Linked DNA regions of Mus musculus: region 2 is linked to region 1. Evidence: chromatin contacts called from public promoter capture Hi-C data. All regions are on one chromosome and are shown on one strand. The core of a region is the stretch at or near the end of the contact, and the rest is flanking DNA. Distances in the headings are between cores, read along the strand shown. Region 1 holds the start of BC106179 (cDNA sequence BC106179). Region 2 holds the start of Rtp1 (receptor transporter protein 1).

Region 1 (3,253 bases), core at 492-2,991:
CCGAAGTGGCTCCAGAATAAATTCTCTCCTATTCCTGTAAATTGAGAGCTGTGATTTTTTTTTTTTTTAACGTTGCCATTACAAAGCTAAACAGCCTGGAAATGAAGGGGAAAGTAAACACGACTAGGAGGAAGGAAACACACCTAGGCGGAGCGAAGATGGAGAGAAAAGCCTCCAAGCACAAACTAGCTAGCTTTAGAGAAACTAATCTCACTGTCCTCTGCCTGCTTCTCTGCTAAACACAAAAGGCACAGTCACTTCCACGGGAATCATACATAATAGATAAATTAATTAAATAAAATCAATGAAAAGAATGCTTCGTTCTGTACTGAGGGGCTCAGAAGCAGCTGACTACAAGAGACACTCTCCTCCCAGCGGGGCTGATGTCAACAGCCCCAGCTTCTGCCCGAACAAAGGCTTCTTAGCGCCCGCAAAACATCTAAGCCTCTCCAGTTGGCCCTAGTTCAATTTGAGAACAAGAGGGCAGCCAGGAGAGCAGAGCAAAGTTATGAAGCGGGACAGGCTGAGAAGTGGGGGAAATGCTAAGTCCCTCTTCTCCACTAAAACAGAGAACTCTAGAAAGGTATAATGGAAGGGCGCAGTTTCCAATTTGAATTATTTTCTTTGTTTCACTCCGCCCTGCCTGAGGCTACTGCCTTTTAAGCCGACCGCAGAATCCTCTGGATGAAGGCCGAGCAGTTGGAAGACCCAAGGGGCTGAACTCTCAGACCTCAGCTTCCTGCCTGTAAAATTAAAAAGGTTCCCTAGCTGTCGCCTGGATTTTTTCAATAACAAAGGTACACGGTTGAAGGCTGTCCAGTTGTCTTCAGAGACAGGTTAGTCTCCACAGGGACTACTCGAGGTGCAGCATCAGATTGGTAAAATGCTGTCACTCCTGCACAGGTCGCCTAGGATCCGTTCACCGCCCCCTTCCTGTCCTCAACTTTTCCTCAGAGCTGACAAGCCCAGACCTCAATACGCTAAAAATCCGGCTGCGTGAGCAGAGTGAAAGTTAAGGGGAAAGCACAGCAAACAGTGGACCTACCTCTGCGAGCCTCCGATACGTCCCCGTCTAGACGAGGGGCCCCCGTTGGCCTTGTGTGGCCAGGGCCAGTGACACCTGAAATGTCTAGCCACAGGGAGCTCCCAGGCGAAGAGCAAGCAAAACCCAAGACCTCACTGGTGGATTTTGTTAAAATGAACTATTCTTTCAGCAAGCTAGGGAGGCGCTCGAGATTCCCCAACAGGGGCAGTCGCCAGTGCACGGGGACAATGGTGTGTCGGGCAGGGTCTATTTTAGAAGGGTACCCTACAGATCCTTAGTTCAGCCCACGACTCTTAAGAAAATCTCGAAGAAGAGATGAGGGCTTGTAGGTTTCACCTCCAAACCCGTGCCAATGGGTGAAGCATACGTGTGGGTGGGGTGGGGGCTTTTTGTCGGCTCTTTCTTGTTTGTATTTTCTTTTTCCTTTAAAAATCAACAGGTTTAGTCCGTCCCTTCACAGAGCACCGCTGCGAAAGGTCCCCACCTCTCCAGCAGTAGTAGGTGGCCTCCAAGCGCCGCACCCGTTGGTTTGGCTGGAACAATAACCTGACCAAAAGAGGTTCAGCCGGGGCACACGTGCGTTTGTTGTGGTGCCTGCGCTCCCCCTCTCCTTCCACCGGGCTTGTTTTCCTGCTCTGTTACCAAAGTGGGCAAGATCTAAAGAGACCCTCACTCCGCGAGTCAACGCCTTACACAATACAGACGCTGCAGTGTAGGTTCCTGCGTCCCCGCACACGTGGGTTTGTTATGGGTGCGCAGGCTGGCGTGCCGGGGGGTGGGGGTGGGGGTGGGGGATTAGGGAGGGGAGGCCAAGGCGGTCCCTCCCCTGGACCCGCGACAGACATCCCCAGCCCGGGGCGGCGGCTCCTACTCCCGCAGCTAGGGCTGCCTCTCAGCGCACCCCTGCACTCCTTCTTCAGACCCGTGCCGCCCGCCTCGCCCCTACTCACTTGCAGCTCTCTCAATCGGGAAGGCGGCTGCGGTCGCTGAGCCCACCGAGCGCTCGCACGGCGCGCAGTCCGATTCCCTTTGTTAGGGTCGGGCAGTGCCAGGGCGGCTCCCCAACCCAGGCTGGCGCTCAACTCCACTCCCCCAGGTGCCTCTGGATCTTGCCGGGCCGAGGGAGAAGAGCCCGGGACTCAAGCTCCGAGTGAGTCCCCTTGAGAACGGATCTTCTGGGAAGCAGAGAGGGAGCACAGATGAGGGTACAGAGGACCGGGAAGGAGGGAAGAAAAGCACGGCAGACCGGCGGGAGGACGCTTGGTCTCCGTTATGCAAATAGAGTCGTTAAAACTAGAAAAGTGCTCTATCACACCGGTCCCAAACCATCCTGGCCCTCTGGAGGTCGCTAGCGAGCAGGCTCAAGGTTAAAGGTGCCTGCTTAGGGCTCCCCGTAATGCAGGGAATCTTGCAGTCTGTCCACAAAGAGCAAGCCTTTGGGGCGGAGCAATGCGGCAGGCAAGGAAGCCCAAATGCTGCCTCCACCCCCACCCCCTGCGTGTCCCGATGGATTGGATTCAGTGTTATCTGGCGAAAACGTTCTTACCAGAGTGCTTGTCCTGGCTCTGCACAGGGTGATCCTGATCAAACAAGTCATTTAACCCCTGTGAAAACTCAAATTTTTATGTAGGACACATACATCTTAGACTGTAGTATTTAGAGTTTAACAAAAATCCCCCAACATTAAGTGTATCCTGTACACAGCCTTGTCAAACTTTTTTTTTTTTTTTTTTAGATGTTCTGGAGTCCTGCGACCTGGAACTCTCACAGTAGGTACGCAGGCAGGCAGGACCCGGTTACAAAGGTAAAGACAGCCGGGCACCTTCCTTCCACTGGGCTTAGGATACGGCTGCTGGAGAAGTCAGGAGGAAACATCTTGTTGAAGAAGCAGTCTGGCAGTCTGACCATCTCTGATTACCCACAGACCACTTCCGAAAGACTGAAAACTTTCCTCTGTAAGAGAACTGGAAGCCACCATCTGGCCGCTCCTTCGGTCCTTTCTATCCTAGAGAAGAGATTTGACTACTCTGAGGCAGTAATCACATCCCAAATATCCACCTCTGAGCTGGGAGAGGAATCAAATAGAGCTCCAAGAACGCAGAAAATTGCTGGTCTGGGTTTTCTGTGTAGCAAAATAGCCTCTACAGTAAGATTGCTGGAGCCAGGACCAGAGCGTTCTCTTCAAGTCCAGATAGCCGCTTCCCACCA
Region 2 (3,253 bases), core at 251-2,750, 200 kb before region 1:
GGGGCCAGAATCTCCCACTGACTAAGGCCAGCAGGGATTCACAAGTCAGTGACCAAGTCCAAGTTAGCCACAAATCCTTCCCACCCTACCCTACAAGAACCTCTGGGAAGCAGCACCCTCCTACCATCTGATCCAGGCGCCCCATGTTTTCATTTTAGCCATTGGGTTTATTCACATATTTAGCAGCTATTTCCCTCACTCAGGCCATGTCAGAACTGTAGGGGCCACAGAAATCACCTATCGTTCATTTTGGTTCAAGACACAGCATAAGAGCCCTTGGTGTACACACATTTATTTACTGAGAGTCAGAATCAGCGTCCAGCAATGCTGGCAGGAGACGACTTGAGAATGAGCCAAGCTAAGCAGGGAGGCCTTCGCTTTTAACCCAGACACCTGTACTACCTTTCTGCCCTCACTCAGGCCCCCAAAGTAAAGACTTAAAATAAACCCATCGACCGGACCCACGGACTAGAATGTAGCTATTCTCGGGTATCTTTGTACCTACAAATCACGTGGGAGCCTTCTAAAATTTGGGTACTTAGCTGAATCTGGAAAGGGTCCAATACTCAGCAGCCATAACAAATTCTAGATAATTGTCACCATCATTCATGCCTGGAGCAGAAGGTGAAGCTCTAGGATAGCCCTTCATTCAGCAAGTGGAGAAAGCATAACCCAGAGAGGGGGGTGGATTGCTCAAGTGTCATGGAGACACCGCAGAGTTAGTTTCTAACATGACTCGTGTGTTCACTGTTTTAAACCAAATGGGGCTGAATTAACCAGAATTAACCAGTAAACATCCCCAATACAAGAGCACAGATTCCCTTGAGCCCTGGTGAACCTAAGCCCCTCTTCTCTCAGTTCACAGCTACTCTTAAAGACATCATTGAAATCTAAAAATGTGTAAGCTGTCAAGAGTCAGAAACTCATAAGTATGATCCACCTCTTTATTTGCCAAGTGGAGAAGCCACAAGAAGAGAAGTTCTCCTGCAATCAGCAGAAAGCCTAGACTCACACTGAGGGTCCCCACCTCCTTTGAGGGACTACCTGTCTTCTAGTTTACCTTGGCCTAACAGTGAGACCCAGCAAGCATGGGTTCTGTTTGTCCTCTCTCCGTAGAAGATGCCCCAGGCTAAGTAAGGTTCCAGAGGCTACCTTCGGGCTCCTTATTGCTGGGCTACTCACCTGCCTGAGGCATGAAGTTCCAGGTACTGCTTCCAGCCAGGGGCCAACACATTGTGCTTGAGGTTGGGGTCTATGATGAAGTCCCAGCTGTCCGCTGGCTTCACCTCCTCCATCTTCTCGTAGAAGACCTTCTTCCACTCACCTGTGGTCACACTCTTACACATGTCTTCGTCAGTGGGAAGAGGAGGCAAACTACACTTTATAGAGAACGTGGGGAAAGAGGGTAAGTGTAAGGCAGGGCAGCGCAGTCTCCACGGTCTAAAAATCCTCATCGGCAGGATCAGGAGGAAGCAGGACCCAGCTCCCTCCTTTGTCCGCAGTGGAACCTATCTCCAAGGCAACCAGGCAGAGTGCCAGGAGACACAACCTGGGGAGGAGAGTCTCTGGAAGGGTATTCCAGAGCCCTGATTGCAGTCTACAGAAGCAAGGTTTAGGAGGCTAAATGATCCAAGATAGTTTGGGGGCCTGACAAAAGGCTAGACTTCAGACCATTTCACCTTGGCCTGCAACAGCATGGCAAAGTAAGGACTTAAGAGCTGGCTCAATTTTACCTTGCTGTACCCTGGAGGCATCATCAGCACCTGGCTGCTATGGTAACCACTATGCCTTAGGGAGCCAAGGAGAAATAAGGGATGGGAAGATGTACACTTGTTAGTAGGTAGAACCATAATGTAGTCTCCGTCTGCCTATCTTGTACCTGAAACCCCCCCCCCAATTGATACACATCATCTGAGATCTCATAAATCATATTCACCCTACCAATATGGAACCTCAGACTTACCTTACCCTATAAACAGCAGAGTTGATGATGAGCCATTCTAACCCATTCATTTCTTCTATTTCAAGGATATTGATGTGTCAAGCCCTACACAAAGTGCTTGTAACTGGATGTATATCAGGTCACAATAACGTATTGAGTTCCACATTGTGAGAACCACTTAAAAGAGCAGCCACCTGTGCACAAAGGTAGTAGCTGTTGCATCAGCCAGGCAGTGAGACAGGACTCCTTCCAAGTCCGTTACAGAAGAGCAGCAGAAAAACATCTGAGGCAACACTGCCTGCATATATGAACCTGTAGACTGTTTACATCTTTAACAATAAAATAACTCTTCTTATTCACTTTGATTCAGAGCATTGGAAATATTCGACAATAAATAAAACAGAGCAGGAGCCTAAGAAGGCAAACTCGCTAACCAAATTGGGAAGGCATTCAGACCAATCAGGGAGACTACAAAATGGGGCCAAAAAAGGAGCGAAGTTTAAACAAGGGATGCTGGCTCAAGGGAGGCAAGGAATAAAAAGTTCCCAGAGAACTTGCTATGAAGGGGACATGAGAAATGGTAAAAGTGATTGTGCAGGGAGTAGGGGTAGAAGGTAGGTCTATCTACTAGGATAAGCAAGGACTGGATCAGGCTCTGGGGAAAGGGTTAAAGATGGCCCTGTGGGGCTGACCTTGCACAGGGAGAGTCAGGACAGAGGCTAAGTGTGCAGATGGCTTGGGAGGTAGAGACAGGCTCCACCCTGCATGGAAGGAGGTCACCAGATGGAACTGGGCTCAGGGCCTGTCCTGGCTGAGGCTACATGTGTCACTGTGTCCTGAGGCTGGCAGTATGATGTATTGCTCTGCTGACCTCTGCTTTCTCCCTTACTGCCTCCAAGCCTACTGGAGGTGTTGAGAGCAACCAAGGCTCAGAAAAGGGTGACAAGCAAGAGGGTAGTTGATTCCATCTCAAAAGTTGCCAGTTCGGCTGCAGTAGCTGAGCAGCCCAGGGCCACATCTTTCTCCAGGCAGGTGTTTATGGTGGGACCCAGTGTACGTCATGCTGCTTGCTCCCAAGGGCACACGGTTGGCACCTTGTCTTCTGATGGGCAGTAGGAACTTAGGGCCTTTCTCACGCTGCTTAATAGGGGCCAGACTTGTAGTTTTTAACAAGTTGTATTTCCTTCAAAAATTCATGATGTGTTTATTTCAGAAAAGTTACAAAATAAAGAAAAACTTCAACATCACTACCCAAGATGACTGTTATTAGCATTAAGATGTATATCACAGGACATTTTGATGAGTTTTATA

What was found. Promoter capture Hi-C pulls out the DNA fragments that hold promoters and counts their contacts.
Region 2: a promoter capture Hi-C map of liver shows a contact between it and region 1, with 5 times the contacts expected there. The contact joins the promoter of Rtp1 here to the promoter of BC106179 in region 1. A contact is called at or near these places in 12 of 39 promoter capture datasets (the 3T3-L1 cell line, 3T3-L1-derived adipocytes, the C10 cell line and 5 more), 2 of 15 datasets of contacts at CTCF or cohesin (large pre-B cells and pro-B cells), 3 of 484 Hi-C or Micro-C datasets (liver, olfactory sensory neurons and uterus), 9 of 115 datasets of contacts at active chromatin or transcription factors (bone marrow-derived macrophages, craniofacial prominence, embryonic forebrain and 4 more) and 1 of 9 other capture datasets (adipose tissue).

Annotation. Positions count from the first base shown.
Region 1 is chr16:23,223,972-23,227,224 of GRCm38.p6, reverse strand. It overlaps BC106179 (cDNA sequence BC106179), which reads left to right and starts at 1,741. Exons shown (of 3, transcript NR_152126.1): 1 at 1,741-1,757; 2 at 2,781-3,253. It overlaps St6gal1 (beta galactoside alpha 2,6 sialyltransferase 1), which reads right to left and starts at 2,485. Exons shown (of 8, transcript NM_145933.4): 1 at 1,996-2,485.
Region 2 is chr16:23,427,380-23,430,632 of GRCm38.p6, reverse strand. It overlaps Rtp1 (receptor transporter protein 1), which reads right to left and starts at 1,500. Exons shown (of 2, transcript NM_001004151.2): 1 at 1,183-1,500. The coding sequence starts at 1,454.